Regions from separate parts of the Mus musculus genome. Here regions 1, 2, 3, 5 and 6 are each linked to region 4. The links are chromatin contacts, called in public promoter capture Hi-C maps. All regions are on one chromosome and are shown on one strand. The core of a region is the stretch at or near the end of the contact, and the rest is flanking DNA. Distances in the headings are between cores, read along the strand shown. Region 1 holds the start of Prpsap1 (phosphoribosyl pyrophosphate synthetase-associated protein 1). Region 2 holds the start of Acox1 (acyl-Coenzyme A oxidase 1, palmitoyl). Region 3 holds the start of Prcd (photoreceptor disc component). Region 4 holds the start of Syngr2 (synaptogyrin 2). Region 5 holds the start of Sap30bp (SAP30 binding protein). Region 6 holds the start of H3f3b (H3.3 histone B).

Evidence for each region. Promoter capture Hi-C pulls out the DNA fragments that hold promoters and counts their contacts.
Region 1: a promoter capture Hi-C map of pre-B cells shows a contact between it and region 4, with 4 times the contacts expected there. The contact joins the promoter of Prpsap1 here to the promoter of Syngr2 in region 4. A contact is called at or near these places in 1 of 39 promoter capture datasets (pre-B cells) and 1 of 115 datasets of contacts at active chromatin or transcription factors (pancreatic cancer cells).
Region 2: a contact with region 4 is called in a promoter capture Hi-C map of liver, with 2.4 times the contacts expected there. The contact joins the promoter of Acox1 here to the promoter of Syngr2 in region 4. A contact is called at or near these places in 1 of 39 promoter capture datasets (liver) and 1 of 115 datasets of contacts at active chromatin or transcription factors (pancreatic cancer cells).
Region 3: a promoter capture Hi-C map of embryonic stem cells shows a contact between it and region 4, with 2.4 times the contacts expected there. The contact joins the promoter of Prcd here to the promoter of Syngr2 in region 4. A contact is called at or near these places in 1 of 39 promoter capture datasets (embryonic stem cells) and 1 of 115 datasets of contacts at active chromatin or transcription factors (pancreatic cancer cells).
Region 5: a promoter capture Hi-C map of liver shows a contact between it and region 4, with 4 times the contacts expected there. The contact joins the promoter of Sap30bp here to the promoter of Syngr2 in region 4. A contact is called at or near these places in 1 of 39 promoter capture datasets (liver) and 1 of 9 other capture datasets (adipose tissue).
Region 6: a promoter capture Hi-C map of liver shows a contact between it and region 4, with 3 times the contacts expected there. The contact joins the promoter of H3f3b here to the promoter of Syngr2 in region 4. A contact is called at or near these places in 1 of 39 promoter capture datasets (liver) and 2 of 115 datasets of contacts at active chromatin or transcription factors (bone marrow-derived dendritic cells and pancreatic cancer cells).

What each region holds. Positions count from the first base shown.
Region 1 is chr11:116,488,611-116,491,990 of GRCm38.p6, reverse strand. It overlaps Prpsap1 (phosphoribosyl pyrophosphate synthetase-associated protein 1), which reads left to right and starts at 1,645. Exons shown (of 10, transcript NM_026364.1): 1 at 1,645-1,943. The coding sequence starts at 1,774.
Region 2 is chr11:116,197,429-116,200,854 of GRCm38.p6, reverse strand. It overlaps Acox1 (acyl-Coenzyme A oxidase 1, palmitoyl), which reads left to right and starts at 1,810. Exons shown (of 14, transcript NM_015729.3): 1 at 1,810-2,259; 2 at 2,474-2,633. The coding sequence starts at 2,151. It overlaps Ten1 (TEN1 telomerase capping complex subunit), which reads right to left and starts at 2,000. Exons shown (of 4, transcript NM_027107.1): 1 at 1,872-2,000.
Region 3 is chr11:116,655,721-116,659,237 of GRCm38.p6, reverse strand. It overlaps Prcd (photoreceptor disc component), which reads right to left and starts at 2,130. Exons shown (of 5, transcript NM_001163318.1): 1 at 1,931-2,130; 2 at 1,632-1,700. The coding sequence starts at 2,001.
Region 4 is chr11:117,807,622-117,811,037 of GRCm38.p6, reverse strand. Syngr2 (synaptogyrin 2) reads right to left here and starts at 1,371. Exons shown (of 4, transcript NM_009304.2): 1 at 1,235-1,371. The coding sequence starts at 1,333.
Region 5 is chr11:115,931,719-115,935,350 of GRCm38.p6, reverse strand. It overlaps Sap30bp (SAP30 binding protein), which reads right to left and starts at 1,692. Exons shown (of 11, transcript NM_020483.3): 1 at 1,570-1,692. The coding sequence starts at 1,675. It overlaps Recql5 (RecQ protein-like 5), which reads left to right and starts at 1,859. Exons shown (of 19, transcript NM_130454.2): 1 at 1,859-2,562. The coding sequence starts at 2,433.
Region 6 is chr11:116,022,382-116,025,835 of GRCm38.p6, reverse strand. It overlaps H3f3b (H3.3 histone B), which reads left to right and starts at 1,332. Exons shown (of 4, transcript NM_008211.3): 1 at 1,332-1,457; 2 at 1,817-1,954; 3 at 2,058-2,211; 4 at 2,301-3,454. The coding sequence starts at 1,827. The coding sequence ends at 2,429.

The DNA.
Region 1 (3,380 bases), core at 396-2,895, 1.3 Mb after region 4:
TGCCAAGGTCATGAATGTGTTTTGTAAGTCCCTTCCTTGCATAAGATATGTATCAGCAATTGGTGATTCCGTGCAAGACACTGAAGCTTCACCCTTTTATGGTGGTCCCTGGTGTCTGGCCCTTGAATAACACTGAGAGAATAGGAAGACTGAAGAGGGTACCTGCCATGTGCTACTTAAAGAGCAGGAAGGGAAAAGGCCTAGCGAAACAGGTTATGAGGTGAGGCCAGAGAGCTTATCGGCCCTTCCTGATTAGGTCTAGTGTAATCAACCTTGGGGCTCACAATCTGAGTCCAAGTCAGGTCTGGCCACCTTCTTCAATATGTTAATTAAAATTGCAACTTGGGCACGGGAGGGATGGCTCAGCAGTTAAGAGCACTGGCTGCTGTTCCTGAAGACCCAGCAGCCCACAACTGACTCCAAACTACAGTTCCAGAGAATCTGACACCCTCTTCTGGCCTTTGCAGGCACTGTGTATGCACGGTGCACAGACACAGAAAGACTCAATGTTCAGGCAGATTTCTGAGTTCGAGTCCAGCCTGGTCTACACAGCGAGTTCCAGGACAGCCAGGGCTACACAGAGAAACCCTGACTCGAAAAGCCAAATTAAATTAAATTAAATTAAATTAAATTAAAATTAAAATTAAAAGTCGAACTGAAAACAGAAAGCAGAAAAGGGAGATTTATTAAACCTAGCAACATCGGTAAGAGGAACAGAGGAATCCAGAGAAGTCCACAAGTCTGTCCTCCGTCCAGAAGTGAGATAAAAATGTAAGCAGAAGGCCGAGGATTTGCCACCTAAGCCGTCCCTTCCAGGGCAAGGTCCCGACCATCATTGAGACGCCCTTGCATGGGCTTCAACCTCAGCCTGTAAGGTGGTCTGAGAAGTCTCTGGAGCTCTGTGAAAGCTGTTTTTGGGAGTCACGTTTTTTTTTCTCCCAGCATGACATTCCTGAGGTGGGTGGGGGAAGATCTTTACTTCTTTGGGGGTCCGTTTTTCAAACAGTCTGATAGATCGAGAGGCTCAAATGTCTCTTTGGAACGACTTCATCTATTTACACAAAAGTAAATGAACACACGCGCCTTCTGTATTTGCACAAGGCGAACTCATGCGGGCAGAGCGGCTGGCTGGGGTTGAGGGGGACGGGTGGGAGAACTGAGAACAACAACGGGCAGGAGTGCAACCTTGCCTCACGTGCAGACACAGATATAACGTCTAGGGAAGGCCTCCACGTCCAGATTCTGGAGCAGTTAGTTTAAGTGCCCGCAAAAGGGAAAGGGCCGGCTGTCCCTTTTCAAATAAATCCCAGCCTGCGCAAGCGTGGAGGGGAGCGCCGGAGGCTCGTTCATCATAGAGGCGTGAGGCTAGATTGTCTCCGGTCCCTGGGCGGACATCTTAGTTCCTGGCAGTAAATTTGAAAACATTTATAAGTACCACTAAACATGGCTGCACCTCCCAGAATAGTGGACATTAAAATACCTGTCCCCGGAGACTCAAACTCAGGCGAACACGCGAGTCAGCGGCGCCTGTGTCAGAACAGGCTCTCCATGCCATGCCCACCTCCCTGCCCTTTTCCGAGATGGCGGCGGGGGCGGACGCTCTAGCTGCTCGACTCGGTGTCGCGGAGGGGCGCGGCCTGCCGCGGGGTCCGAAGGAGGCTGCGGCGCTCGGCTGCGCCTTCGGTGCGGCTTGGAGATCCGGACGCATCTGTGTCGCGCCTCGTCCCTCTGCGGCCCCGCGCGGACCGCTGTAGCCGCGCCTCGGGCCGGAGGATGCCCAGGAAGCTGCTGCTGCTGCCCCCGCTGTCCGCGTGCTCTGCTCTGCGTGTCCCGCGGGCTCGGCCCGCCGCCTCGCCGGCCATGAACGCAGCCCGCACCGGCTACCGAGTCTTCTCGGCCAACTCCACGGCCGCCTGCACGGAACTGGCCAAGCGCATCACTGAGTAAGCGAGGTGGTCCCCGGGGTGGCCCTAGCCCCTCTCCCCGTCACCTCCACCTTTGCACCCGGGAGCAGCAGGTTTGGGCCGACTCCCCAACCCCGTCCCAGGGCCGCGGCGCACTCTTAACCCTAGAGAGGTTTCCTGCGCTTGCCCTGAATCTGACCATCGCCATTTCCAGGCGTCCCTAAAGCGACAGGCGATGTGGGTCCATCCTAGACCGAAGGGTTAGGACAGTCAGGGAGAAGGGAACTCAGAAGTACTTCGGGCTGGGCGGGGGGAGAGCCGCGATTACAAGTGTGTAGGATCAGTTGTACAAAAAAGTGTTTGCTTAGGGGTGTGTGCGTGTGTTAACCACTGACCTCAGGGGACCGTGGGGGCCCTGAGATGTCTTTCCAGGCTTGTTTGTTGTTACCGATGCTGGATGGATGAAGGACGTGATTTTTTTTTTTTTTTTTAAACCTTACTTACAAACTGTGGGTGCTTCTATGGGGAAGGGATGGGAGCGTGAGCCTGAACTTTGCGGAAATCATGGAGAAGAATCCTGCAGAGCAGAGCCTCCCGGTGCCCTGCTGATAATAACCGGTCTACTTAAAGGCCCCTTTTCAATTTTGGAGAAAACTAGAGCCCTGGTATAAAGAGCCTTAAGGGCCCTTTGTGAAATAAGCTTTTTAGTAATATGTATCGTTTCTCTTCTCCTTTATGGGACAGAGCTTTATCGTAGCTCCTGCTGGCCTGGAACTTAGTGAATGGATGAGGCTTGCACTCTCAAGAGTTCAAGCCGGGAGATCTGCCTGCTTCTGCCGCGGGAACACCACACCCATCATGGGCTTTGGTTTCTGAGATAAGGTCTTATGACCCTGGTCACACTCTAAATGGTGTGATATTTCTGGCCTTGGCCTTTCCGATGCTGGCAGTTCAGGTGCGCACTTGGACTCCCTGGCGTAAATGACTTGACTTTGAACATTTAAAGTCATTTTCATATTTCAAAAGTTCTTAGCTCCACCTGTTTTATTATCAGTTGGACTTTGAAGTGGGTTTAGGAGATATGTACAGGGAGACAGTCAGTCTCTCCGGTTTCTGTTTCTTTTCATGATTTATTTATCGTGTATACAATGTTCTGTCTGCATGTGTGCCTGAAGGCCAGAAGGGGGCGCCAGATCTCATTACAGATGGTCGTGAGCCACCGTGTGGGTGCTGGGAATTGAACTCTGGACCCCTAGAAGAGTAGCCAGTGCTCTTAACTGCTGAGTCATCTCTCCAGCCCCTGATTATTTGTCTTGTCCAGGCCAAGGATCCCTTTAAACATGAAAGTTGAGCTTGTTTGTATTGGGTCACACTTATCACACGTGACCTTGCCTTGAGAAAGCTCCACTTTAAAAATTAGTGGTTTTGGGCTGGAGAGATGGCTCAGCAGTTAAGATTACTGACTGCTCTTCCAGA
Region 2 (3,426 bases), core at 561-3,060, 1.6 Mb after region 4:
CTCTCTGAGATACTGCCAAAGGTTTGCCATGTAGTCTTTTCCCTTTACCTCAGTAAGCAATAGCCTTGGTTTTTATCTCATCAATAACTTGTTAATTGTATTTGGGATCCAAGCTTCTGCTAAGAGGAATAAAATTCACAAGAACCCAACTAAACAAGATATCAGTGCCTAAGTGTCCTTGAAAATATCCTCAGTAACAGAACCTTGCTCAGGTATATGGAGCCAGAGCCAAAGGTACAAGCAACAACAATGATATAGTCTTTATTTAACTTCTCAGAATTTTTCTTCTTTTCCCTTTTAAACTTTTAAATTTTGTGGAGCTGAGGATGTAGCTGAGAGGTCTATCTCCTGCATCAAGAAAAAAAAGTGTGCCGGGCGTGGTGGCGCACACCTTTAATCCCAGCACTCGGGAGGCAGAGGCAGGCAGATTTCTGAGTTCGAGGCCAGCCTGGTCTACAAAGTGAGTTCCAGGACAGCCAGGGCTATACAGAGAAACCCTGTCTCGAAAAACAAACAAAACAAACAAACAAACAAACAAACAAAAAAGAAAAGAAAAGAAAAAAGAAAAGAAAGTGCATTAAAATATTGAATTTTGGGGGCTCCATTAACTTTGCATTCAGGCTAAAGCCTTCATTCGTTTAACCCATTCTCAGCACCGTTACTGTAAAAGGGTCTTACATATGTTGTTACAAGGGCAAGTTAGAGAGGTAATGAAGAAATGTAGTTCTTTTTTTTTTTTTTTTTTTTTTTTCGAGACAGGGTTTCTCTGTGTAGCCCTGGCTGTCCTGGAACTCACTTTGTAGACCAGGCTGGCCTCGAACTCAGAAATCCACCTGCCTCTGCCTCCCCAGTGCTGGGATTAAAGGCGTGCGCCACTACCGGCGTAGTTCTTTTTGGTGGCATGAAATCAAATGAAGAAAGAGTGCATTTTACTTAGCACTTAAAGGCTTTTTGAAACAAGGCATTACACAGCCCAGGCTGCCTTCAGTCCGATTCTATATAGCTGATAATGATCTTGGACTTCGTGATCCTCAGACCTCCACTTGAAGTTGCAAGCCTGTGTGTGCCACGGTGCCCAGTTTATGCTGTGCTTTGAGATTATATTTTGGCTTTAGTGCATGCTCGACATCTCCAGCCTACTACTTAGCAATTTTTAAGGAAGAATTAAAAAACAAACTGGTGAAAACTGGCTGTCTTTGAGGCTCAGGAACTCTTTGTTATAAATCCTACGCTAGAACTTCTTAGGCGTAGGTACATCTTCGATGACGATAATGATATGGCAAAGTAAAGTCTAGATTTCAAAATTTCTAGGACCTGCCCTGCCGGTTTAGGTGGGAAAAGACTTGGGCTATAAAATGTAGAGAAACTGGACCTGTTCCCTCTCGCTTTAAATCCAGGCCCAGTGCATAAACCCGGAAGCTCCGCAGGACCAGGTCCTTGCATCCCAAGTCTCTAACGTCAGTCAAGTCGGCAATATTTTTAGCCAACGACAATGAACCGTCTCCCGAACGTAACCTTTGTCCTGTTACCCTTTCGCTCCAATTTGTTTGGGTTCCAGTAAAATCAACAGCTTTCCTCTATTAGCCTCCTCACCCCGCCCGAGACCCTTGACACCCATTCCCTTCTGGTTTCCGGGGACACTGTGGTGAGAGGACCCCCCCCCCACACACACACACACCCACCGCCCTAGCCTGAAAGGAGGTGAGTCCCACAGCGCAGGCGCAATCCCGCCCCTCAAGGCCCTGGCCAATCGGTTGCGCGCGTCTCCAGGGCTCTTTTCCTCCCGGAAAGATCACGTGAACCTGGAGACGTGAGGTCCGGGAAGAGCCCCACTCCCTTTCCAGTGCCACTGCGGTCCCTTGACCTTTTACCTTGCTTTCCTTGGCGAGGAGCCGCTCGGGGACCTCCCCTGGCCCGCAGCAGGGGATTCGTCCGTCCGGCGGGCGGTACCAGCGTCGGGGATTGCAGCCGGTCACGTGAGGAGTGGCGGCGGGGACGGGGCGGGGACGGCTCGAGGGGGCGGGGCCGAGGGCTGTCTCGCTCCGCTCATAGGGCCTGGTCGGCGCCTGAGCTGCGGAGACAGGTTGTCATCGCTTTGGTGCCTGTCACTTCTGTCGCCACCTCCTCTGCCCCCAGCACTGGTCTCCGTCATGAATCCCGATCTGCGCAAGGAGCGGGCCGCCGCCACCTTCAATCCAGAGTTAATCACGCACATCTTGGATGGTAGTCCGGAGAACACCCGGCGCCGTCGAGAAATCGGTGAGCCTGGAGGGCCGGGCCTCTTATACCGAACCAGGCGAAAGACCCCCGTGAATGAGGATTTGGGGCCTCTGGAGTTGAGGGGAAGCGGGGACCCCTACTTCGATGGGCGTCCGGTGTCAGGATTAGGAGGGGAACGTCCTCTGTTCTAATCTGATGGGAGTCAGGGAGGGTGAGTACCTGTTTCTCTTGATGTCATTTAACCCTCTTTCAGAGAACTTGATTCTGAACGATCCAGACTTCCAACATGAGGACTATAACTTCCTCACTCGAAGCCAGCGTTACGAGGTGGCTGTTAAGAAGAGTGCCACCATGGTGAAGAAGATGAGGGAATTTGGCATCGCAGACCCTGAAGAAATCATGTGGTTTAAAAAGTAGGTGTATCTTAGCACATTAGTGTATGCCCAAACTACAGCTGCAGTCTGGGGAGGTCTTCTTACCGCGCATGTCGTTTAAAGGCTTAAATTGAATACTTCATGATTCAATTTTATGTGTGAAAAATAATATTACTTTTGCATCTAGATCTTTTAGTAGGATAGCATAGCATAGTTGTAAAAATGCTAATAATGAACGGTTGTGCCCAAAATTGTTTTTTTTTTTAATTTTAACAAACTTTAAGGGATGGTGAGGTGGCTACCTGGCCTAATCATCTAATTTCAATTTGTAGAAAGAGAGTCACCTCCCTTAGATTGTCCTCTGACCATTTGCTAGAGGTGGCTGTTGTACCCCCACACACAATAAGATGAAACTTTAATTTATAAAGTTCTTTTGAACTGGGCCACGGTGACCCATGCCTTTAATCTCAGCACTTCGGAGGAGGCAGAGGCAGAGGCAGGCTGATCTCTGATTTTGAGACCAGCCTGGTCTGCAGAGCTAGTTCCTGTTCGTCAGCCAGGGTTACATGGCGAAACTGTGGGAGAGGGTGGGCCAGAAGGCCGGGCAAACACTAGTGAAGCCCGCTGGGGGGATGGGGGAGACAGAGAGGCAAATAATAAAAAAGCTTTTTGTTCCAAACATCCCTATGAAAGTTCTTTAAGTGCAAAGTGAACCTTCACTTTGTAAGAAAGCTTCCCGATACCAAAGGTGTGGCGCAGTGGAACACAGATTGCCTAGTGTCTCAAGGCTGTGGGTTTGAGTCTCAGCACTGAAGACAAAACAGAGAGGGGG
Region 3 (3,517 bases), core at 881-3,380, 1.2 Mb after region 4:
GACTCTTCCTCCTACTTCCACCTCTGCCACCCCCAGCCATCCCTGTGGCAGTTCCCCTCAGCAATCTGTTCTTGTTGTCTGACTAACTCTTCCAGTTAACTGGGTGCCGAGGAGTTAAAAGGCAGCAGATGTGGCCTGCCCAAATGGTCCCCAGGTGTGGCCTTTTCTCTTTTGTCAGGAGATCTAGGACCCCCACCTTTTCTTTGTGGGCAAGACAGATATTTGGAAGTCAGATGCTCCCCCTCCTGCTGCTCAGTCACTACCAAGCAGTTATAAGCATGCATGTCCTGATAAGCCTATGGTTTTTGAGAATTACTGTATAAGAAAAGTTTGGGAGCTGGCACTAGTACAGCACCCCTTTAATTCCAGTGCACATGAGGCAGAGGTAGGCAGATCTTTGAGAGTTTGGAGCCAGCCTGGTCTGCATAGCAAGTTCCAGGCCAACCAGGGCAACATAGTGAGATCCTGTCTCAAAATAAATAAATAAATAAATAAATAAAAGAAAAAAGAGTAAATAAATAAATAAATAAACCGAAAAAAGAGTAAATAAATAAATAAATAAATAGAGAGAATGAAAAAGAGAAAGGTCTAGGGAAACATAAAGCACCCATCAAGTACTCAGCCGGGAGGACGGCTATGCAGCCAGGACCAGGACAGCTATGTAGCCAGGAGGACAGCTATGCAGCCGGGAGGACGGCCATGCAGACGGGAGTACCACTATGCAGCCCAGAGTACAGCTAGCACGAGTTCCCAGTTCCACTGTGCTTCCGCAGCTGTGCAGCTGTTGTCCACAACTCCAGCTTTAGGGGGCATGGTATGTGTTTACCCGCCCACACTGACTTGAGCCAAGTTAGTAAGGACACCCTCCTCCTGTGGGCCCCAAATCCTGAAGGCCCGGGAGATCTTTTTTGCCCTTTGTTTTCACTAAAAGTGAGAGTTGATCTTGGGATCCTGCCCATGCTAGGGAGTCCACGGGACATAACCTTACACATAGGTACTAAATTGACACTTTTGTAGTGTCTTGACGGGCGTGGAGACTCTGGAAAACCAGGGAAGGAAAAGTCAGGAAGAATGCACAACTTTGCCTCCCCAAAGGCCACATGGCTGCAACCTAAGGAAGAGTTAACTTTCAGGCCATTGGAGACAGCGTCCTGCCCGCAGGGGCAGCCCAGCCAATGACACTTAGTGTCGATGACGTCATGCACCTCCTGCGCCTTCTATTGGGGACTGGACAGCGAATCCTGCTGGAGGTTCAGGCAACGGAGCTGCAGAGCCCGTCCGTGGCAGAGGAAGGAGGAGGAGGAGGGCCAAGGACAAGAGAGCAGCAAATCGACCCAGAGTGGCTCCTGCCTCCTCCCTCTGCTCCCTGCTCCTCCAACAGAAGGTCCTCCTGGGGACTGCCCCACACTCACATCACAGAAGCAAAGCCACACAGCATTGGTTCAGAAAAGAGGAGCAAGGACTCCCTCTGCCACCTAACCTGCCCACTACACAAGGAGTGACTGGTGAGGGCTAGGGCTAGGGCTAGAACTCGGTATTTGAGTGCCTGTGCGCGCATGCGCACACAAACACAGGCGCACACACCAATAGTTTCCTTAGCACTACTTTCCCCACTCCTGACTCTCTTTCACCTGCCGGTAGATTGAAGGTCTGTGTCTGAGCCGCTGCCCACGACTGTCCCGTCCACTCTGCTGGGCTCTCTGGAAGGGAAGAGCAGGCAAGAGAACCTGTAGGCAGTGCTCAGCCCCTGCCCCACCCCTTTACCACAGTCCAGCAGCACAGCACTGGCTGCTCCAACCCACACCACTAGCTCCAAGAGGGACCCCTCCAGGGTGTCCTTTGAATTCCTTTCCAGACCAGCTTGTCTGTAACTCTCCCTGGTGGTCCCTCCCACCCACGACCCCAATCCACAGCCCCATCAGTTTCTCACGGTTCCACTCGGTTGGTAAATCTACGGCGCCACAGCATGGCCAAGCTGAACAGGAAGAGGGTGGTGCACATGGCTCAGCTGCCCCATCCCCACCGACGACCAACTCCGCTGAAGAAGGCCACAGGGCCGGGGAGCCACAATGGCCAGCCTACCTCTCCCAAGCCACCGCTGTGTTTCCTGAAGTTCCTGGGAAGGGATTAGGACGTTCAAGCTGATTAGTGGAGTGGGCAGACCTGACCTTGTGAAGAGAGATTAAACTCACCAGGCCCAAGATCTCCCCTCTAGTGGCAGAGTAAGTCAGCCTCCTTCAAGGCATGCCAGGTAACCCTGAGTGCCCCTCCAGAATGTTCTACCCAGAACATTCACTACTATCCGGGCTTTGGCATCAAGGCACGTAGTGCAATCGAGCTAAGTGAGCTACTTCCATACACTGTTAAATGTACCTGCAGAGCACTTGAGGACTTAGAAGCATCAAGGATAGCTTCAAAGAGGATCTGGGGCCTTGGCCCGGTGACAAAGACCTGTAAGCCACTGGGGAGGGGAGGAGCACCTCAAGTTCAAAGCCTGGCTGAGCTCCAGAGAGCTCTGAGGCCAGCCTGGGAAACCTAATGAGAGTGTCTCAAAGAGCTCTGAGGCGATAACTCTGTAGCAGAGTACTTGCCTGGGGTTCCAAGGCCCTAAGTTCAGTCTCCCATACGGGAGAGAAAGAGTGAGCTATCACAGGAGGTGTCTGAACGTGCAGGTGCCAGAGAAGGACGGGCCCTCAGCCAACTCTGCCGGGCTGCTGACATGAAAGCTTGCCAGTCTTCAGGGACCGAGGCTGCGAGGCAGGGGAGTTGCACTGTCGCAGCCAAGGCAGGAGAGAATGGCAGAGAGGAGAAGAGATGGATGATGGGACCAGGAGGACCAGAGAGTAGAGCGTGTGTGTGTGTGTGTGTGTGTGTGTGTGTGTGTGTGTGTGAGTGTGTGTGTGTGTGTGCTCGAGCACGTGTGTGCGTGTGTGTGAGAGTATGTGCATGTGTGTGAGAGTGTGTGCGTGCACATGTGTGTGTGCGTGTGTGTGTGCGTGTGTGTGTGTGTGTGTGTGTGTGTGTGTGTGCATGCGTGCGCGTGCACCAGGCCTCCCCTGCACCTTCTGAGCTTTCCTAATTACACTCCCTTTGCAGTAAAAGGCAGAGTCGAGGTGTGCACACAGACAGAACTATAAATTCTATCTTATATAACAATCTTATGTAATTTAGATACAAATTATAAGCTTATCAATTATATACTAGACTACTGTACCAATATAATCCTATGTTATGGAGATACAACAGTCAGAGGAGAAGTTGAGAATCGATAGAAATACTCTTTGCACATCCCACCTGGACCTCCTGGGCAACTAGCTGCCTTGGGCAGTAGGGCTTGAGTCAGCAACACAGGGCTGAGACAAGGGCTGAGTGATGCTGGGACCTAAACCCACCTGGGCCATCACCTCTCCAGGACCTTCAGTTTTCCTTCCTAAACAAGGTGGGAGGTAATGTCTCCTGGCCAGGAGTAACATCAGACACCCCAACCCTGAGCTCCAGGGAGCAGCCTGCTGGGCCT
Region 4 (3,416 bases), core at 122-2,621:
CTCCAAGACTCCCCCTAAAGCAAGAGACTCCCCAGTCAGCCAGCCTTCTCCCTACAAGGACTTCCGGCTTCTTTGGCACGTCGGCCCCTCCCCTCCAGAGAACTACTAGTCTCCACCCCCACAACGGTTCCCCTCAGAGCAAGGTTCTTGGGGTGGTCAGATCCACAGCCAGACTCAGATCCCGCAGGAGCCAGGACAGAGGTGGGAAAGTCACCAGCAGAGACTGGCCAAAGTTTGGAAAGCAGCTCCTTTGGAATCGTCCTAGTCATTTCGCTTCCTCCCCACACCCTAAGGCCACCGCCAAGCCCACGTCAAGGCGGCAGATGCAACTGAGTCTGTGGGCACCTGGCTGCCTCCAGACTTGCAGGACCAGAGCGATCCTGCGGGGACGCTCTCAATAGGATTGTGGAACTGGCAGTCACAAGCCCCGCCCCCAGCTGTGGATGAAGCCGGAACTCCAGGACTGGGCGCGGAGTATGGGTCAGGGCTCCTGGCACTGCCATCCTGACTGACAGGGTACAACCCAGGACGGAGTCACTAGATTCCACCGCTAGGCTGGGAGATTCCGGGGAGCCAGGGCACCTCCAAGGCTCCAGGCCCAGACCCCCTGGGCGCAGTGGGGCCACCCTCAATCTGGCAGCTAAAGTCTCAGTTTTCAGTGTTTTCATCCCAAGGTATGGAAAGCTGCCCCCGCACGCCTGGTACAAGGGGGCTCGCCCCGCTTCTGGGAAGGGAGTGCATTTGGTGGGAAAGCAGACCTGTTGCTAGCCTCTGAGAGGGAAGGAAACTCTCCTTCAGAGTGCCAGGCCAATCCCCCTCCTCGCACCCCACGTGGCTGCAGAAAGTCCCTTCCAGGTGAATTCCCTAGGCTGGGAGCCGCGGCGTGCCGGCCACCTGCTGTGCCGTGCCCCTCTCCGGTCCCTCCCAATGCCAACAAGGCGACAGGCCTGCCTCCCCGGAGAACTTCGGGGACGTCCCGCACCAGAGCGGCCTGGACCAGTGGTCCAGGGTGCGGCGGGGCCCGGCCCGGAGTTGGGGAGACAAGGTCCGGAGTGGAACAGGCGACAAAACCCACGGGCTGGAGGGGACAGAGACGCGGAGGGGCACGGGGCCCCGCGCTCTCCGAAAGGCCCAGGACGCGCAGCCGCCGCCACCTGTCGCGCTCTGCGGCCCGCGGCCCCACGGGCCCTGGTAGCCAGGACGCCCGGCTCCGGGTCCTCGCTGGTGGACTCACCATGCTCACGAGGCGCGTCACCACCTGAGGCTGAGACAGGAAGCGCCGCAGGTCGAAGGAGCCGCCCGCGTTGGCCGCGCCATAGGCCCCGCTCTCCATGTCGCTTTCGCCACCGAGCCGCGGATGGCCGGGAACTAGCCGGATTGCCCCGCCCCGCCCACGGGGGCGGGTCCGGCCGCCGACAGGGCGGGGCCAACCGCCGGGAAGTAGCCCCTCCAAACTCGTGGAAGTTGGCAGCAAAACTTGGAGCTCGCAGGAGGCGCCAGGGTGCGGAAGGGGGAGGAAAAGCTCACCCCTGGGAAATATGTCCTACTGAGTTCATCCAGAAAGGATCAAAGAGTCCCCAAGAAGAGACATCCTAGGCGGCTCCCACTTTACTCTTACTTACACAGTGCCCTGGTGAAGGTCCTCTCCCATAAGCCCTCCAGACACCCAAATCCCACCAATCCAGAATCCAGGCTCGTAAATACCTGGATGTCACTTCACCATTCTGCTCCAGACCAAAGGACTGGGGCATAAGCTCTTGCCTAGCACATCAGAGGCCCCCAGTTCCAACCTCTGGACTACTGTAGTAATTAATAACTATGGCCCCCACAGTTCTGGCTACTCTTTGCTCTGGAGCTAAGCCTGAAAGCCAAAGGGCTCTGAAGGGCAGATTTCTAGACATCGTGATCACATGCTGCAAAGTACCTGGTGGCTGTTGTCTCAGGAAGAGAAAGAGGGCAGGAGAATAAGGAGTTCAAGACAACCCTGAGCTATCTGAGATCTAGTCTCAAGTACACACATACTGAGGATTGTAATTTTAAAAATTAAAACAAATGAGATCACTAGGTCATAGACTCCAGCTCCCCCTGTCCCCCAATAACATTTAGAAAGGGAACCTGATGCTTAATCGGAAGGGGTCGTGTGTCAACCCAGGGCTTCACCTTGGCCGCCAAGAGGCCTCCAGATATCCTTCTGTTGACAACACAAATTTGTTCCCAAGGAGACCATGGCTGTTGAGGGGTGTAGAGGGCTGAGAAGTGACACAGAATGGAGTCATGACAAGATGGCTTTACCACAGTCACTTCAATGGATAATGAATAATGAGACAGACTCACCTCAGTAATGAGGGGGGCTGGACAATAAGGAAACTGAGGCAGAAGCCTGCCCCACCAGAAGGGTCACCACTCGGGAGAAGACAGGAGTAGGCACAAGAGAGACTGGGCCTTCTAACAGTCTATCTGCGTCTATTTGCACCCTCCCCACACTAACAGAGCCTGTGACAAGCCGCTGGTAGGTGAGCCCAGGGCTACCTCCTAAAATCTGTTCATACACGCCATGAGTGTTTGATGAAGGAGAACTGGCTGTCAGGACTTTCCTACAAAGCCTCCCTTTCTCTCTCTCTCTCTCTCTCTCTCTCTTTCTCTCTCTCTCTCTCTCTCTCTCTCTCTCTCTCTCTCTCTCTCTCTCTCTCTCTTTCCTACACAGAGAAACTCTATCTCAAAAAACCAAAACCAAAACCAACCTTTTGCCATTACATCATTACATGTAATTGGTTTGTGCCTGGGGTGGGTGGGTAGAGCACACGAGATGACACATGTCATAAAAAGGACACCTTGTAAGACATAGCGCTTGCTCCCTTCACAGGGTGGGTCCCTGGGATTGAACTCAGGATCCCAGACTTGGCAGCAAACACCTTCACCCATCTCACAAGACCCTTCTCAGATTTTCGTTTTATTTTGAGACAGAGTCTCACTATGCAGCCTGACTGTCCTGGCACACATTTTGTAGACCAGGCTAGCCTCTAGCTCACAGGGATCCTCCCGCTTCTGCCTCCCACATGCTGGAACCAGAGGTGTGTGCCAGCATCCCTGGCCAGCAGCTCAGTTTTTCATTTCTCTTTTGGTTGTTATTGTCCCATTCTTCGGGACCAGACTCCTGGACCAGGATTGACCTTGAACTCCTCCTGATCCTCCTGCCTCCACCTCCTGAGTTCTGGGATCACAGGGATGAGCCACCACACACAGAAACCTTCTACTGTTGCCCAATAGTTGATGAGCACCCCCTTCTTCAGTTACACAACCCCACATGGGGTTGTGACCAGAAACTAAAGAAGCTGGGCTTCAGTGCGTCAGAGAGCAGGAGCACCCCCCTCAGTCGCTCTGATGCCCTCTTGTAGCAACCGCTGCTCACTAACAGC
Region 5 (3,632 bases), core at 443-2,942, 1.9 Mb after region 4:
GAGGGGAGAGGGGGAGAGAGAGGGAGAAGGAGAGAGAGGGGGAGAGGGGAGAAATGTAAAAATGTTTCTGAAAATTGAATGGCCAAGATTATTTCTGAAGATAAAAAGGGAACCTAAGTCTCAAGTAAGTGGCTATAGGCCCAGATTGAATTTGTACTTAGGAAGAACAATTTAATACCAGGGGTTGGGGTTGGGAATTTAGCTCAGTGGTAGAGCTCTGGGTTCTGTCCTCAGCCTGGAGGTTGGGGGGGAGGAAGAAAAAAAAAGGAAAGAAAGAAAAAGAAAAGACCAGGGGTTGTGCCAGGAATGGCGGTGCACACCTTTGAACCGAGCACTTGGGAGGCAGAGGCAGGAGGATCTCTGAGTTCTAGATCAGCCTGAGTTCCAGGACAGTCAGGACTAGAGGGAGATCCTGTCTCAAAACAAACAAAAACAGGGGTATTGGAAGATGACTCTTATACGAGTGCATAATGTACAGGGTTTGGTGTCCCATGCTTTTAATTCAAGCTCTCTGGAGACAGGGCCAGGCAGATCTCTGTAAGTTTGACAGTTCAGTTTCCAGTACCCACATCAGGCAGCTCACAAATGCCAGTTTCAGAAGAGCTGATGCCTCTCTCTGTCCACCATGGGCAGAACTCACATGCAAGGCCCACTCCATATGTACAGATGTATATGAAAAGAAAATCAAGCATTAAATTCATGTTCTAATATTTTCAGGACAGGCTGGGGAAGTAACAAAGTAGTGGGATGCTTTCCTAAGAGTGTAAGGCCCTGGGTTTGGTTCCCAGCAGTTCCAAAGGTTGGGGAACTATTACATGCTGTTGGCCTATTAGGGCAGTTAAAGTCTTCTCCTCTTTGAACCAGCCCAACAGGTCGTTTAAACTCCTGTTTTGACATACCACACACATCTCTATCTTGTTTCATGTGCAACCTCAAAAACGCCTTCTATGCACAAGACTGTCTTCCTCATTGTTTTGCCCCTACTTTGCAGATAAGAAGACCCAAAGCTCTGGTATATCAGGTAATTTGCTTCCTTCAAGAAATCTGTTCCCTCTATGCTTCGCAGTCTGAGGGCAACCGATAGGCTTTTAAAACTCACCAAACAACAGAATCACCCTACCGCCTTAAAAGGCTTGTCTAGCATATTCTATGAAAAAGCCCAGAATTATGCACTTAGGAGAGATGCATTTTTAAAAACTCTAGGGCAGACTTAGAAACGATTCCTTAAAAGTTACCAACTTAACGAAACACAAGTTTTACTATCCTCCAGGTACATTTCACTCCTCTCTTCCCCATCAAACAACGAGACAGTGATGTCTCGACAGATGCGTACCCCCCTTGGTCCACCCTCTGGCCAGCATGACGCCTTGCGTAGAGGATCGCAGAAAGAGAGATCACTCGTACTGTAGTAGAGGTTCTAATGCTCTGTCTGACCTAGGACATCCACTGCGCTTTGGGGTTCCAAGACCCGATACCTGGAGCACAAAGAGCATCTTCTCCCCATGCCCCGCTAGAGAGGTAGCATTTGGTAACCATAACAGACCCTCCCCTTTCCAGCTCAAGTCTCACCAGTCGCTCCGCCTACAGCGTCGACTCCAGTTTCGCCATCAGATTCAGGGTCTGAATATTCCGCATAAATTGCAAGAGACGACAAAACATTTTTCTTCCCCGCCATCTTACTCCCACAGCGCGGTGTGGCTCAGGCCTATGACTCATAAGCCAATTTAGGGGCGAGAAAACCAACTTCTTCCGGATCCCAGGAGACTCCGCGCCCGAATGACAACCAATCAAAAGGGCTGTGTCTGGGCATGGCTCCGCCCCCATGCTCAGCTCTTGGAAACGTCATCAGCACGGGACGGAAGTAAGGTCTTGCGGCTTCTACTTCGCTGACTTCTCGGGCGGTTTGGCTTCTGAGTTCGAGTTAGGGAGTAGTGTTCTTTGGAAAGCTGCAGAGCCAACCGAAAAGAGCCTGGGGTCTGACATCTTGGAGAGCATTTGTCTGGCAAAGGGCGAGAGCTGTTGACTTGGGGGCTCAGAGGAGGAACGGGGGGTCGGCGTCCTTGATGAATGGTATCTATGGCTTCGCTTCTAGAACAAGGACCCTAGAAAAAGGATTCCAAGTTCTCTGGTCGACTTTGAAGACGTTTGTGGGCTTTGTTGTGGTCCGATTTGTAGCTCTGTCCACCTGACCTGGAAAGTTCATTGTTTTTATTTTTATTAAAGGGAGAAGTAATGTTAATCCCTCAGGAATGTATTGCGTGAAGCAATTCAGCCTTCACTTTTACTGCTGGGGAATGAGATATTTAAGTGTAACATAGCAGCTTACTCGGCAGGAGAAACATAGGCTATATTTTAACGTGGAGCAGAGGGTTTTTTCGGGATTGCCTTTGCCCACCTTTGCGTTAACCTTTTGGCTGCTGCTTTTTGCAAAGATGAGCGCCCGTCCTTTCTCCACTCCCTTCGACCGGGAGCGGCGAGTCCGGAGCACCCTGAAGAAAGTCTTTGGGTTTGATTCTTTTAAAACACCTTTACAAGAGAGTGCGACCATGGCTGTAGTGAAAGGTAACATACCAAGCTACCTGTTTTGCAGACTGCTGGCGGTACCGTAGTAGCTCTGTGGCACAACACCCTCTTAACTTCCTACCTCCTCACCCTTTGGAAATCTTTGAAAACCACTGGTTTGGAATTCTTTCGTGACCAAAGCTAGTGGGTATTTGCTGGGAATCTATTTGTTTATTGATGGTCTATGTAGCCCTGGCCGGCCTGGAATTCTCTATATACATCAAGTTGGCCTCAAATTTGAGCCGGTCCTTCTGCCTCTGGATTATTAAGTACTGGTATTACAGGTGTGGGCTATCATAACCTACAAATTTTGGACAGAACCACTCACACTTCTGGTTTTTTCATAGCCAGACTGACAGTCTGTCTTTGACTTCTGTTCCTAGATTCCCATTCTTGTCCCTGTGCAAGTAGTAGCAAAAGTGGCAGTAGTGCTTAATCTTGTCAGTGACCTAGGTAATCATTTCCTTGAAGAGCGAGTAGCTTGAGTTCCAGGTAGAAAAGGAGAGACTAATAACACTGTAAGCTGGAGATAGCTTGTCCAGATGGGAGCAGCAGTGCCACCAACAGACTTATTAACAGAGGACTGAATGATTAGCCTTGCATATCTACCCCGGTGTAACCAGTACTCTGCTTCCCTGGATGTGTCTAATCCAAATAGTCATATCCTAGTGGCTCAAGACTACTCAAGCCTTGTTTTGATTTGTTTTTTTAAAAACAGGTTCTCACCATGCAGCTTTGGCTTCTTAGATAGCTCAGAACTAGCTATGTAGACCAGGCTGGCCTCAAATTTCCAGAGATCTGTCTTCCTCTACCTATACCCCCCCCCCCAATACTTTCTTACTTTTTGGTTTTTTTGAAATGCAGTTTCTCTCTGTAGCCTTGGCTGTGCCGGAATTCACTTTATAAACCAGGCTGGCCTGGAACTCAGAGATTCTTCTGCCTCTGCCTCCTGAGTGATGGCATTAAAGGCGTGTGCCACAACACCCAATGAATGCTCTGTTTAGAACTTTTTGTTTGTTTTGCTTTTACTACCTTTATTTAAGTATTGGTAAGGACCAACGGTGAAAGAC
Region 6 (3,454 bases), core at 83-2,582, 1.8 Mb after region 4:
TTTGGTTGGTTTTTAAGACAGAGACTCACTAAGTAGCTCTGGCTATTCTGTAATTTCTATGTAGACCAGGTTGGCCTCAAAGCCACCTGCCTCTGTCTCCAGGTTGCTGGGATTAAAGAAATGTGTGTGCCAGCATGCCTGACAACTTCTTATTAACTCTAAGTACATTGAAATAAAATATTTTGTGATGGCCTGAATTAAACATGCAAAAATAGGTATTTGTTGTTTTGTTTTGAGACACGGTCTCCCTGGGTAGCTTTTGCTGGTGTGGTCCTGCCTTTAAACTCACATGGCTTTGCCTGCCTCCAGAGCGCTAGGATGCAAGGAACAGTCCCCTTTTGTTGTTTTTTGTTTTCTTGAAACTGTTTTATATATCCTAGACTGGCCTTGACTTAAGTAGCTGTGAATGACCTTGAATTTTGGATCCTGATTCCATCTCTGATATTACCTTCATGCACCTGGAGCTTGGTTTATGTAGTCCTGGAGAAAAAACAAACAAACCAGGATTTATAAAAGACAAGATCTCTGTAGGTAGGTCTGCTTGGCCTGGAACCCCCCACCCCCTGTGGATCAGGCTGGCCTCATGTTCACAGAAATCTGCTTGCCTTTGAGCTTCCTAAAAGCTGAGATTAAAGGCCTGCAGCACCACCCAACTCGGAAATAATTTTTTTGAATTTTGATTCTTTGTGTCTATTACCCTTCCCCATCAAACAATTGCTTTATGCTTTAGAATGTGTATGCATTTACAGTGCACAAAACACTATATGCTGTAAGATGACTGACTGGATTACATTTCTCATACTATATTAAACGATGAAAATTACAGAAAGTAAATTATTCAGGGAATAATTTCATCCTACATTAAAATAATAGTAATAATTACTATTATTATATTTACGCAAAATCTCTCTAAAATGGTCTCTTGATGCAAAAAAGTCGTAGACTCTTGCCGACCCAACTTTCTTAAATTCCAGGAGACTAGTGCAATTCATTTGCATTGACTTTCTATTGTAGAGCTTTGGAACCAAGAGAAGGATCCAAACATAGCTCCATTTTATCCAATCAGAAGAGCTCCCTAGTGCTAAACTCTGATTCGTCTGTTCCTCTTTGCATCCAGCCAATCCTGAAGCAATTGTAACAGCCAATCAGTGGCCTGAACACCGGCCAATCAGGAAACGGCCCCGAAGTACGGCCTTTGTGTCGGGAGATGTCAGCGCGTCGGCGAAAGCTCCCGCCAATCGAAAAAGTCGTTGGTGTATGCAAATCAGGGTTCTGTGACGCACTGACGCAGCGTGCAGCGTCTCTATAAATATGGAGGCGTCGGGGGGCTTGGAGCGCAGAGCGGTTTGGTCGTTCGTTGGTGGAGTATCTGCCCGTTCTGCTCGCCGATTGCGGCTCTTGTTCGAGCGCTTCCAGCGTCGCCTCGGTCTCAGCAAGGGCCCCAGACTCGGCTTTGGGTGAGTTCGCGGCTCTGCCGGCGGCCGGAGCCTCCCTGGCTTTTAGGACCGCGGTCGCTGGCAGCCGACGGTCTGGTCGGTGAGGCAGCCCGGGAGGTCGAGTTCGGTCGCGTTCCGCCACCTCCGTCCTGTCTGCTTCCCGGTGGTGACTCACAGGTCCCGCCGCGGTGTTTCCGGCCGCCCGTGGAGCGGGAAGTTGCTCCTCCCCGCGCTCCCCCTCCCGGGGGAGGCCGCAGCCCGGCGCAGCCTGAGTCATTAGGGGAGGGGGAGGAGGCGGCGGCCGCCATCTGCTGCGGCGAGGAGGGGCGCCTGGCAGCCGGAGCCCGGTGACCTGGCCTTGAACGTCGCTTGTCTCGCAGGTGAAAAAAAATGGCCCGAACCAAGCAGACCGCTAGGAAGTCCACCGGTGGGAAAGCCCCCCGCAAACAGCTGGCCACCAAGGCGGCTCGGAAAAGCGCGCCCTCTACCGGCGGGGTGAAGAAGCCTCACCGCTACAGGTAGGCAGAGGGCTGGGAACAATGACTTGGCCGCCGGCTTGCGGGCGGGCGCTCTCTCCCTTCTCCCTGACCGTTGACGCCTTCCTTCTTCTGGTGACTGCAGGCCAGGGACCGTGGCTCTGAGAGAGATCCGTCGTTACCAGAAATCGACTGAGCTGCTCATCCGGAAGCTGCCATTCCAGAGATTGGTGAGGGAGATCGCCCAGGATTTCAAAACCGACTTGAGGTTTCAAAGTGCAGCCATCGGTGCCCTTCAGGTAAAGGGACAAAAGGCTTGGTGGCACTCGGGGCGGCGGCTTGATTGCTCCAGTAGGAGTGTTAATGCTGTTGCTCTTGTCCTCAACAGGAGGCTAGCGAAGCATACCTGGTGGGGTTGTTTGAAGATACCAATCTGTGTGCCATCCACGCCAAGAGAGTCACCATCATGCCCAAAGACATCCAGTTGGCTCGCCGGATACGGGGGGAGAGAGCTTAAGTTGAAGCGGTTTTTATGGCATTTTGTAGTAAATTCTGTAAAATACTTTGGTTTAATTTGTGACTTTTTTTGTAAGAAATTGTTTATAATATGTTGCATTTGTACTTAAGTCATTCCATCTTTCACTCAGGATGAATGGGAAGAGTGACTGACTGTTCACAGACCTCAGTGATGTGAGCACTGTGGCTCAGGAGTGACAAGTTGCTAATACGCAGAAGGGATGGGTGATACTTCTTGCTTTTCATGATGCATGTTTCTGTATGTTAATGACTTGTTGGGTAGCTATTAAGGTACTAGAATTGATAAATGTGTACAGGGTCCTTTTGCAATAAAACTGGTTATGACTTGATCCAAGTGTTTAACCATACATCACTGTGATAGAATGTGGGCTTTTTCAAAGGTTGAAGATACAAGTTTTAGCCACAGTGTAACAGTTTCCTTTAAAAAAAAAAAAGTAAACCTGGCAGCTATAGAATACACTATGTGCATTTATAATAGCTATTTTATATATTGTAGTGTTCAACATTTTTAAATTAAATGTTTTACATTCACAAGTGGTGGGGAGTCTTGTCATTAAGGTGTGTGTAATTTAGTCCAGTTGGTATTTCCTGACTAGACTGCATTTGTTTTTAACAGTAGAAAAATGCTATGCGTATTAAACCTTGCATAAGTCCTCATTCTACCACATGTTCACTAACCCCTGACCCTCTGGCTGGTAACACAACACTAACGGGGATTTTATTTATAAGGGCTCTAGAGTAAAATAACAAGCTATTCACACCAGCATCATCTATTACTAATCTAGTTAGTGCAGCTTTTCATTGTGTTTGGTCTTAGGCCTAGATTGAGTTCGGTTTCGTTTCTTTTTAATCTTTAAGGGGGAAAACTGTACAAGGTTTGTTTTTCCTTGTAGAGTTTATAAACATGGGAGTAAGAACACAGCTTCAACTTCTTGGACCTCTGCCAATGAAGATGGGTTAGGTTACACCTGGTTACTATACTGGCAAAATCCCTTTTATAGAGAT